Linked DNA regions of Gossypium hirsutum: region 2 is linked to region 1. Evidence: chromatin contacts called from public Hi-C data. All regions are on one chromosome and are shown on one strand. Each heading gives the region's core, a stretch centred on a gene start, on an enhancer-like site or on the middle of the called end of the contact. The rest is flanking DNA. Distances are from core to core; before and after follow the strand shown.

Evidence for each region. Hi-C and Micro-C count contacts between places; a contact is called where the count stands out from the background.
Region 2: a Hi-C map of leaf shows a contact between it and region 1, with 2.5 times the contacts expected there. The contact joins two enhancer-like sites. A contact is called at or near these places in 9 of 34 Hi-C or Micro-C datasets (anther, cotyledon, fibers and 1 more).

What each region holds. Positions count from the first base shown.
Region 1 is chrD08:54,746,256-54,752,266 of Gossypium_hirsutum_v2.1, forward strand. No RefSeq gene overlaps it. Among protein-coding and RNA genes, the nearest start is that of LOC107900693, 16 kb to the left of the region's middle. Within about 2 kb of position 3,251, at least 3 of the 9 cell types and tissues checked have an H3K27ac peak or open chromatin away from gene starts, as enhancers often do. A contact at or near this core is called in leaf, where this site is marked.
Region 2 is chrD08:54,807,940-54,813,950 of Gossypium_hirsutum_v2.1, forward strand. No RefSeq gene overlaps it. Among protein-coding and RNA genes, the nearest start is that of LOC121220602, 76 kb to the right of the region's middle. Within about 2 kb of position 2,867, at least 4 of the 9 cell types and tissues checked have an H3K27ac peak or open chromatin away from gene starts, as enhancers often do. A contact at or near this core is called in leaf, where this site is marked.

The DNA.
Region 1 (6,011 bases), core at 2,001-4,500:
ATCTGAACGTGAGCTCACCTAAAAGAATTTCTTTAAATTTTTAGAAGAATGTCTATGAAAACGTCTAATCTCGGCCTCTCCTTGCCACCAATTTTGGCTTTGCCTTTGAATCTTATTTTTATTTATTAATAAAATTTAAACTTGGAAATCTTGTTTAAGGAACATTCAACCCCTACTTTTAGACTTAATTATTTTTATTATACATTCGGATGAAAAATATGTAAAATAATATATTTATTAAAAAATTATGTTAAAATCAAATGAATTTTTCATTGAAATTATCAATATAAAAATATTAAAAAAGTAAAAATAAAAACAAATTTTCTTAATAAAAATATTTTAAATTATTTTCCATAAAAAATGCTTTTGCTTTTTAATGCAAATAAATCCGACCTCTATTGCCTTCAATGCCTTTCAACCGTACTTTATAGTCCCCGACCATCTTTTTCGCACGTCACTACCACGCGCCTGTTCATCTTATCCATCATGTTTTTGAGTATTCTATATAGCCGACATAAAAACACAAAATCAATGCCTAAATTTCTATCTATTGCTAAATTTATGTGGTTAAATTGACAAGTCTAATTCATTTTCTTTCTTTCTTCCTTTTTTTCGCTTAATGATATATCTGTTAATGTTATACTTAAATTTTTTGTCCAATTTAAAAATTATATTTGACAAAATTTATATATTTTGATACTTAAAAGTAATGATGTTAATTTTTTAGTATTTAATTTGAATTTTAGATTTGAGTTGATAAAAATTTATGATTTACTAATAGTATTAGCAATTAACTTTTATCAAATCAATTCTAAAACTCAATAAAGCAAGTTTGAAGAATGCCCACCTCCTCTTCAAGTAACCTTAGATCTGAGCAAAATTTAAAGGGTAAACTATCAAAATAGTTAAATTTTGTTTGCCTCAGATTACATTTTAGTCACTTATGTTTAAAATGTTACGTTTTAGTCACTTACGTTATCGTTTTGTTACATTTTGGTTACTGAGTTGTTAGCTGCTGTTAATGGTGTAATAACAATCCGATGTGGCCTGTTATTTCATCATGTTAGACTAAAATTTTAGGTCAAATTGCACAACTAGTCCCTATACTTTTTTTTGAACAATTTAATATTTTTTCTTCTTATTTCTTTATTTTCCTTCTCTTTTTCTTCCCCTTTATTTTCTCTCTTCTCATATTCTTCACTGCAAAAATATAATCTTTACCCACCAAATAAATCAAGTCATTGTTTCTTTCACATGATTCCTAAATTGAATTTTACTCAAAACCAAATATCAATCGTTCTTAATCAAACCTTGATTTGAATATAACCTAATTTTGAAACTAAAACTAGATCTAACTGATCAATATAAAAAAGCATAGCCTTAATCAAATCTAAACATAAATTGAATTATTTATATTCAAAATAATTTTTTTTCTTTTCCAAAATTTGACAAAAATCGTGTATATAGGTTATTACTTTCCTTCTTTTATTTTCTGACGAATAAAATTAGGCAAACGATAAAATTAATCCAAACCTTCTTGGATATTCCCAATAAAACTTGATTGGAAACCGATCATGGATGAATCGAAGAGATAAAGGGAGCCTGGAACCAAATTGGTTTGGGTAAGTTTCGTATGGTGGTCATTTTAGTCATTGAAAGTGTTGAGCTCGTTTGAAGAATTCATGAAACAACGTAGTTTCGAGAGGGCAAGAATCTTGTAGGTAAGGTAGATAAGGTGGTCATGGGGATTGGTTAGGAGGTTGAGGGAATGGGCTCGGGAAATTTATTGAAGGTGGACCACCATAGGTCATGATTGGCAAGGTTTTCGAGTGAGGCGAGCTTGTGGACTAGGTCATTGAGAGATCCGAATTGGTCCATCAAAGAGACAATGGATGATGAGGGTTTGTAACTACGGGATAAGAATGGGGTGAGAATGTGCGAGGCAATTTTTATTTTGGTTTTAGCTTTCACTTTTTCTTGTTTTAGAAACATAAAAAAGTTGTGTTAAAAGAAATGAAAAACATAAAAAAAACTATGTTAAAAGAAATGGAGAATGGAGGAAAATAGATGGAGAAACAGAAGAGAATGAAAAGAAAAAAAGAAAAAAAAGGGAAATTTAAAAGAACATAAACGAAAAAAAAATTAAATTGCTCTGTTATAATAAATGTCAATAATGGTAGTAGAACGATCGTAAAGCAATAAGAAAAAAATAAGAACACACAGCTTTTACGTGGAAACCTTTTCGGGAAAAAAATACGGGTAGAGGAGAATAAATTCACTAATGTTGAAAAAAATGATATAAGAGGAGTTTCGATTTATTTAAGGGTTGAAAAACCTGTTCTAATTAAAGTCAAGTAGTAGAAGTATAGTTCTATACGGACTCAACTTGTGCGGTATGGTTCGTACCCCCACAAATCCGTCATTATATTTATTTATTCAACAAATGACGGGATTTGGGTCGCACAATCTCTAACATGCTCAAAACGAAAAATTATAGGGACCAATTGTATAATTTAACCTAAAATTTTCGTTTGAAATGATGATTTAACGTGCCACGTTAGCTTACCGTTACACCATTAATAACAATTAATGGCTCAGTGACCAAAATGTAACAAAATGATAACGTAAGTGACTAAAGCATAACATTTCAAACATAAATGATCAAAATATAACTTGAGGTAAACAAAAGAGACTATTTTGATAGTTTACCCAAATTTAAATAAAAACAATTATATATTTATTATTTATTATTTAATTTATTCATTTCTTGTTTTTAATTGCACAATAAAAAACTTAATTACATAATGAAATATTACAAAATTAAATATACTTTTCATAAAAAAATATATGATTTCAGTTAAAATTATATATTTTAAATTTATGTTTAATTCATTAAATATTTTTCAAACAAGTGAATATTTTTATCAAAGTCTAAATAAGGTTTAAACAGTTTTCAAAAGAAGATAATGCTTCATTAACACCTTGCTTTTACAGGTACCAAAAAAGAATTAGCTTTTACTGCTATAATATTTTTTTTTGACATTTTTTATATTTATTTTATGACTTACATATAAAATTTATTACTGTTTTTTTAATAATATCAACTCTTATTTTTCTTTTAAAATAAAATGTGAATAAATTAGTTACATCCCAGAAAAACTATTAGCGGAATCTGTATTATATATGAGGTTCACAACACGCGCAGTCTTCTGCGTGTAGATATGAAATTGATTAAGTTGTTCCAATAATTTTGCCTGGGGTATGGGGACTAGGAATCTATTGTAGATGATGACGTGGATGCAGGTGGACAAGGATAAAAAACTCCATACAGTCCAAATACAATGAACCGTCATTCTGCATTAAAATCAAAGCCGTTTTGGTTTGAGATTTATACGACACCAATACGACTTCGACATATCTGCCCAACAACTTCTATTACCAAGTAAATGCATTGCTTTTTCACATTTTCCTATTTATTTTTCCTTTTTTTAATGTAATTTTTCATTTTTAGTGGCAATTTTTTATAATAATATAAAAATTAAGAAAATATCAATCTATAAGGTTTTTTTTTTTACAATGTTATTAGTTATTTTTTTATTTATTAATATATGTTTTTGGAATTTATCTTTTGAAATATCTTATTTAAAGATGTCTCGATATTTACAAGTATTAAGTTTGGTGTGCATGGTATCACTCTCAATGCATCCGCGTCGCATTGGAATCAAAGTAATTATTTTGATATGATTACAACAACTCAACACACGTAAGTGTCGAGTTCATGGTGTAATTTTTGAAATTATATTGTAATAGTATAATTTAATTTTAAAATCAACGTGGATAAGCCTAAACCCTAAACTCAACATTCATAGGTTTCGAGTTATTAAAAACATTTAAAATGACATATAATGTAATTTTATTTAATTTTAACGGAAAATTAAGTTAAATTCGACATACGTGGGTGTCGATTTTATAATGTAAACCTTTCTCAAATCGTAATTTTAAAACTTATAAATAAGGTTTAAGGATTTTAGTTTTTCAAAAGCATCCAAAACAAATAGTTTACTATGTTTTACCTAAAACCTCGCATAGCTAAGTGCCATCAAGTTAAAATTTTCAAAGGTATTGTAATGGCAACCAACATAATGAGAACTGAAGGAGCATATTTTTCCAAGGAGACAACATCATTGCAACACTCTCTTATGGCTCACCTTCACGGCAATATAAGTGTAGGTGCACTCAGACGAGAGAATCATCCCCCAATTATAGGATGTCGATTTCTATCACACTAGCCATATTGTGAGAGTTACATATGTTTCAACATTACTATCCGCTCTAATTGAACACTAAAAACTAAAGACCCATACGTTTCTTCCATGGTAAAGCATGCAGAGATAAAAAAAACACGAGGCTCGCTTTTCCATTTCCATATCTTATCTTTCAAATTTCCCTCAAGCAAAAGTCATATATTAATGAAAAAGATGAGGTCTATGGAACTAAGTTAGTTGAGTTGAAGTATTTATCAAAGTGAAAAAAGGGAAAACATGTTGTTGCAGATATTAAGGTGGCTACTCTAACTGATGAAAATGATGAGCCTGCACCAATTGTTGCCCAAATTGCAATTGGCTTAACATCCGTTAATGTTTTGTGTGCTGCACAAGCTAGATATACTAAGCATTTGGATAAAGAAGTTGCCTAACTCAAAAAGAATATTTAGTATTATGAACTCCAATTGAATCTTTTTTAATATTAAACGACCCAGGCTCTTTATTACAAGATGGATTTGCTTGCTCAAGGACTCTAATGCCTTTGCTTTTTTAAGCATAAAAGAGGAAAAGTAAGTTCATATAGGAGATGAGAGAAGTAGGATTTTTTTGGGTTTTTTTGTTTAATTTCTTTGAAATTCTTTGTTAAAGTTCTTTAAATTCTTTTTTATTTTTTTTCTTTCACCTTTGTTTATTTTGGATGATAATACTTTGTTTGATACTTCTATTTTTTAAGGCATGTACTTGATGAATTGCCCTTGCCATGTTTCTATTATAATATTGGATTATTATACATTTTTTATTGTTAATACTTATGTTATCTTGCACTAATAGTTAATTCCATGGTGTTGACTCATAGCTAGATGGTTGGATTAAGGGGTAGTATCGAGATGATATTGGTTGAATTACCTTTCTTGATGTGTTGCTATGTGTTTTTTCAAAAATGCCAAATGGGGAGATTATCAATGCCAGTTTCAAAGGTTAGATGTAGTGTCAATTGCAACTTAACGAACATCTGACAAGTTATTGTAACTTATCTTATTTGATTGACATGTTTGACCAAAATTATTGAGATTTTAAATGCACCTATTTAAGGACTTTTAGCATCTCATTATTGAAGACAAATCATGCAATAGTCAAGCCAAGCAAGGACCTTTTGAAGACTCTCATTGTGATTGAAAGTTCCTTTATTTGAGAGATTAGATTTGTAAGGAATTTGATCTTAAGAAGATCTCAACCAATATACTATTTATTGGAGACATATTCAAAGGCTACTTTTGAAGCATTAGAAATTCACATTAATTGTATTTTAACAAGTTACACCATATTTATTTAAGAAGCTACTTGTTTTAGGATTATGAAGGGTGTGAAACAACACTTAACTTGTTCATTGGGGATGTAACACATGTAACGCCCCAGAATTTTGGGCCTAGAAGTATTGGACCTTGAGCAAGGGAACGGTTAGGAAACTATGCACAAAAGCATGTCTGCTTTAGTGGTTAAGGGTCCTGAGAGGAGTTGGAAAAGTCCTGGGTTCAAACTCAAGCTTTAGCAAAAATTTTGGTTTTAAGTGGATAAAACCCTAGATGCTTGGATGTAGGCCTTTTAAATTATTGTGTTAAAAAAATTATATAATGGAGCATGTGGTCTAGTGGTTGTGGCATCATTAAGGTTGCAAGAGAGCTTGGGTTCAAGTTTTGGCTCTTGTAATTTATTTTGGTCTTTCTTTTAAAGGAACCTAGACTTTGG
Region 2 (6,011 bases), core at 1,617-4,116, 61 kb after region 1:
TTCGTGACATCACGATGTGGAGGTTGTGAGGTCATGACGTCAACCCTAAATTTTTAAAACTTTACAATTTAGTCCTAATTCGAGTTTGGGTTAACAAAAGAGCTTTCGTAAGCTCGTGTAAGACCCAAAAACAATTGTGTAATACTCTAAGTACATGAATTCTATTTAATTATGTATTTAAGTGATTAATTTTGCAAAAAAAAATTGAAATTACTAAACTGATAGCATCTCGTAGCTCGAACTTGGTGATCAGATCGGGTATGAGGTGTTATATTCACAAGCTTAACGCATGTTTTAAACACGTAAGTAAAGATTGAAGGAAGTCTCGTGTGAAGTGGTCAACCTCATCCTCATCACATCACTAAAGGAGTTTTTAAAGAGTATGGAACTGATATTTTGGTTATATAGTGGCATGTACATAGGGTTAGAATTATATAAATTTTTGTTGTAAATTGTCATGTGGTTCTAAAACTATGCCATGCATGTTAAATATCATTTTGTACCTTAGAATGAACTTCTTTAGATGGGTATACTTATGAGTTATATGGAGTTTTTTAATGTTAAATTGATACATTTCAAGCCTAGTGTTTAGATATGATATAATATGTTTGAAAATGGTTTTGACTTAGTTTTAGGTGTTTTGGGTAATTTGTCTCTAATATTGTGACAGTGTCGTGACATTGAACATGAAGTAAAGTAATTTGTCTCTGGTGTCGCGACATCCAAGTTTAGTGTTACAATTTTGAGCTTATTGATTTTAGTGTCGCGACACTAACCCTATTTTGTTCCAATTAAGCCTCGAACAACCCCGTTTGTAACCAAACTTTAAAGTAAGCCTAAATATGACTTAATTAGCTATAAAAGAATTTATTTAGGTTAAAATAAAGTCTTGAAACTAATGCTTGAATTTAGTGAGCTTTAGTGTCCAAATGTGACATCTCTTGTTTGGGACGTATCGTTTCATTCTGAGTAAGGGGGTGTTACATAATTGGTTCAAAGCCCCTCTTTAGATCAATACTCACCTTTTTTTTCAGTTTACTTTAAAATATAGCATATGAACATTTTTTTACATTCAACCTCATTATCATTTATAATTGTACTCAATTGTTTTAAAATGAAATATATAAAGATTAAATTTCTCACTAATTTGATCTTACACCTATAATATAAAGATTAACTTTGTTTGTGGCAAAACCTATATGTTTCCACTATGGTAAATACTGGTTTAGGAATATCAAACGAATCAAGGCGCACACAATTGAGCTCACTTTTATCATTAGAATATTTATATAGAAATTTTGCTTGCTTTTACAGATTTGTTGTTTATTATTTATATACAAATACAATGAAAAGTGGTTGTTGGTTGGTTATAGACTGATAAGCGCTCTATCATTAACTTCAGTTGCCATATAAATTAATTAGCACTATGAGTGATGTGGTAATTTAAAAGTGAGTAAAGAAACAGAAAAAGTTTGGACTCGAAGCCTTGTTTGTGAATGATTTTTGGAATCAGATTGTCTTTTCTTTGAATGGTACTTGGTTCCAGCTATCATTTGTCTTCTTTTTAGGGGGGAGAAGATAGTGAGAGATTTCCCACTATTAAAAAGTGTGTGACTGCTGAAGATGACAGTCACTTGGTTGTTTGGGTCTCATGAAATAAAAACCTTTTCTTTATTAAGTTCTGATTTTACCATAATGGGTAGCCATCATAAAACAAACAAACCTTATACACTAAAAGAAAGAGGTTAAAAGATTATGATCAAAGCCAGATCCTCCTATCTTTAGGAAGGGTTGTGGATCCATCACAGTCCCACTTAAAAGGACCCCACTATTATTAATTTTTAGGGTAGGAATTTGACATCAGCTTTCCTTTTTCAATCTAACAATTTCTGTTTTTTCCCTTTGTGTCTTTTGGCTACGTGCCATCAATCCACTAATATGGATAAGTTTAAATGGTTTAACAATTTTAATACCGTATGTATATGTATGTATGGCTTTCAGCTTTTTATGATAGAAAGGAAATCTATCCATATGCTCTTTGCCTTTTGACGTAAGACTAGTTAAGCATGGCCATCCATTCTAAATCCACCCCCAACAAAACCAAAAACCACAACATATAGCCTCTGATTTAAACGTTAAATCAGCTTCAGACATGATTAGCTGTTATCAATTCTGCAACCAAAAATATCACTTGATCAAAGTGTGGTTTTATTGACCAGATTCAAAGTTGGTACAGCAAGTACCTTTTTTTGACATTGAAATTTTCTTTTGGGTTTTTCCTTTTTTAGTGATTTGACCTAAATAATTCTATGTGTTTTCATTTTCGGTTATAATATATCTTAAAATTTCTTTAATTTTATGGAGATTGAGAAATCTTTAATTTATTAAATTTTAATTTTTATAGACATTTATTAATTTTTATATACAAATTATTGATTTTTTAATAATATTACTTAATTTAATTAGAATAAATTAAAATAGAAAAATTAATTTATTAATCTTGGTAAAATAAAGAAATGGAATTTATAATTAGACGGATCAGAGAGTGAGTGACACTGTATTTAAGTCTTAGCAAGTTGGGTGATAGTTAAATATCATAAACTCTGACCAGGAAATTTCTCACACATTTTCTTCCCAATTGATTAAACACGACAAGTTTGCATGACTCTGGAAAACGTGCATGAAGCAAGTTGTGATGATTAAAATAATAGCTAGTGTTGAAATGAGTATAATTTTTTAATATCCGTACAGTGAAGGAGCAAAAATAAATAATCAAAGGGGGGGGGGGGTTGAGAATATTAAATGCAAGCCAGCCCATGCCGTAAGCCTAAAGAATTCGTACATAGCGAAATAGGTATGGGGGCGTATGGCACTGCCAATAATACCGGTTTTTCTATGGGCCAAAACAAAACACAATACCATTTAGAAACACAAAACCAGGACAGCCTCGGTTTGCAACATTAATTGTATTATGTGCTGGCTTTCTTTGTTTTTTGTAATGAAGATAAGTTTCAACTTTTTGAGGGCTATTCTAGTGTTGTTGGGGTATTCATACAGATAATATTCCCTTCTCTTTCTCTCTCTCTGCTACTGCTGAGTTTTGTGTATGTGTGCAGTGTGCACTGATTTAACATGTATAGCAATAGCAACAGCAAAGACTACAGTATTATAGTGTGACATTATATTATTCTTGTTCAGTGTATAGATGTGTAAATTAGGTGATGATATATTATACAAAATGTGATTTTAAATGATGTGTGGTAATATAATCGGCATAGAATAGAATTATAAATTTAAAATTTGTATGAATGAGACAATATGGGATGGGATGGGATAAACAGCCGGAAAAAGGAAAGAAATAAAATCAAATCATGCTCCTCTACCCCACTTTGATATTATATATTATTAGATTGTTTTGATATTAGGGGCAACTCCTGGGGTGGATACCACTCTTGGCTAAATGAAATCCACCTTCTCATGATGTTATCAAGCCTTAGAGAGGGACCCTAGCTACTTGTAAAGCCAAAAGCCAAATAAATAAATAAATAAATAAAAGGATCAACGATCTAGAATGTATATTAAACAATAGTTACTGCAATGGCATGGCCTAAGTCATAAAATTCGTTTCATGCTAATCACTTTCTTTACAAGTCATTTTCTGACTTTACAGATAAGAGCATGGCTGTTTTGGAAGTGTTGGCACACCATACTTATTTTATATTTTTAGTTGTTGTTGAGGGGATAAATATTTATTCATCAAAACAGTGTGTTTGGCAGAATGACCCAATTCTTGCTATTGTTTTTTCATTAAACATGACTTTTGACCTAAATTTAGATTTAAATTGGTGTGGGATCCCATGCACAGGGAGACACGTGCTTCTATTTCATTTAAAATTACACACCCACGTACGTACGTACGTATTATGTATATGGTATATAAATAATTGTAGCTGTCTCATTCTAATTTAACCCTAAAGTTTAAACCGAAATTGAATTACCAAATTTATGAAAATTGAATCCTTCAATGAATTTCTCCCATAAATCAGCTAACTTACTAGGAATCTAAATGAATGTGGTTCTATCTCTTTTGTCTTCTTTTTTTTTTTTTAATTAGCAGACAGAAAAAGGTCCCTGCCAACATATCCTTACAAAAAGTGCTATATTAATACAAATTCAATGACACTGATCAACACAAGAAGAAATGAAAAACATTATGAGCAAGAAAACTAAAAAATATGACATGTTGGTCCAATTAATTCAGAAACCTACATTTAAACAAATCAAGGATATATAACATGTATGACATGTCCCCATACATTTATACATATATATATTAATTTGTTAACTAATATATAAATAATTAGAAAGTAAATATATATAAAATATAATGTTTCCGTTTATTTATTTAGGCATAATTGCTTTTTTGGTCCTCCAACTTTACAAAAAAAAAGTTATTTTAACCCTCTTGAACTTGCAATTTTTTGTCAAATCACCTCAAAGTAGATGGAAAAATTAATGTTTGTTAACTTTGCTAACATGGCTTACATGTGGATTACCACATAGATAACAAGTAAGCATTTAATTACTTTTTTAAAATGTTAAAAATATTTTTTTATAACTTTTTAATAATTTTAATGATTTTTAATTTTTAAAAATAGTTTTTATAATTTATTTTGAAATTTGAAATTTTAAAAAATTAATTACATGATTACGTGTCATTTACATGGCAATCTACGAGTATGCAACGTCAACAAAATTAAAAAAAAGTTACTTTTGTAACATCTCATTTTCAGTGGTGTCGAAAATAGTGGTTTCGGTACAACAATTTTGACAAGTGAGTTATTATTTTATTATTTATTTATTGTCCATGTGATTATATTTAGGTTGTATTAAACTTTTGTTAAGAAATTTTGATGTTTAATTGATTTATTAAGTAAAAAGGACTAGATCGTAAAAGGTGTAAAAGTTAAATTCTATTATTTAAAAGGGCTAAATGTTTATGGAAAGGAAAGCTAATGGGCTTATAAGGTAATTATACCATTATTAAAATAGTGGATTGTGATGGATAGATTTTATGGTAGTTTAAATGATTTATAAAGGTTAAATTGGTAATTTAATAAATAAATGAAAAAGATAAACTAAAACTATGTATCATCTTCCTTATTCTTTCATTTGAAAACCTAAAATTATCCATTGAAGAAGAAGATAGGTCTGTCCAACATATTGTGATTGCATGGTGAGTTTTCAAGCCCCGGTTTTTATGATTTTTATGTTTTTGAGTTCGTTTTAGCTTAATCTAGCTATCCCGGTGGTTAATTTGAAAAATTGCTAAAGGTTGAGGGACTTTCCATGAATTTTTTTGGATGTTAGTTGATAGATTATTAATCTTTATTGTAAAATAAACAAGTTTTGTTAAGTGATTTTTGATGAATTTTGGAATTTGGGATTAATTTGTTAAAAGTGTAAATCCTTAAGTTTTACTGTGAAATGTTGGTATATATGGGTTATTTCAAGGTCCCTTGTAACATTGGTTAAGTTTGATTTAGGCTAAAATGAGTTATATTTAAGTTATGAGCTTAAGAACTAAATTATGAAAAGTCAAAGTATTAGAGGTAAATTTGTAATTTTACATAAATATGAACTATGGATTAAATTGAATACTAGAAGTACTTAATTGATTGGAATTATCTATTTAGATAAAGATAAACCACATTCGGACTTAAATCGAGGAAAAGCATTGAATACTAGAAGTACTTAATTGCTTGAAATTATCTATTTAGATCAAGATAAACCACATTCGGACTTAAATCGAGGAAAAGCTAAATCTTCGGATTAGTGTTCAATTATACTTCTACAACCCTAGTTATCGAGGTAAGTTTGTATGAACTGTGATCATTTTAATGTTAGCTAAATTGAATGTTTACTATGTTGTTTTTGTTGGATAGCCGGCACCCCTACGGCGCAGCGGAAAAATTTAATAATCGGCGACCCTAAACACGGATCCATGTGTG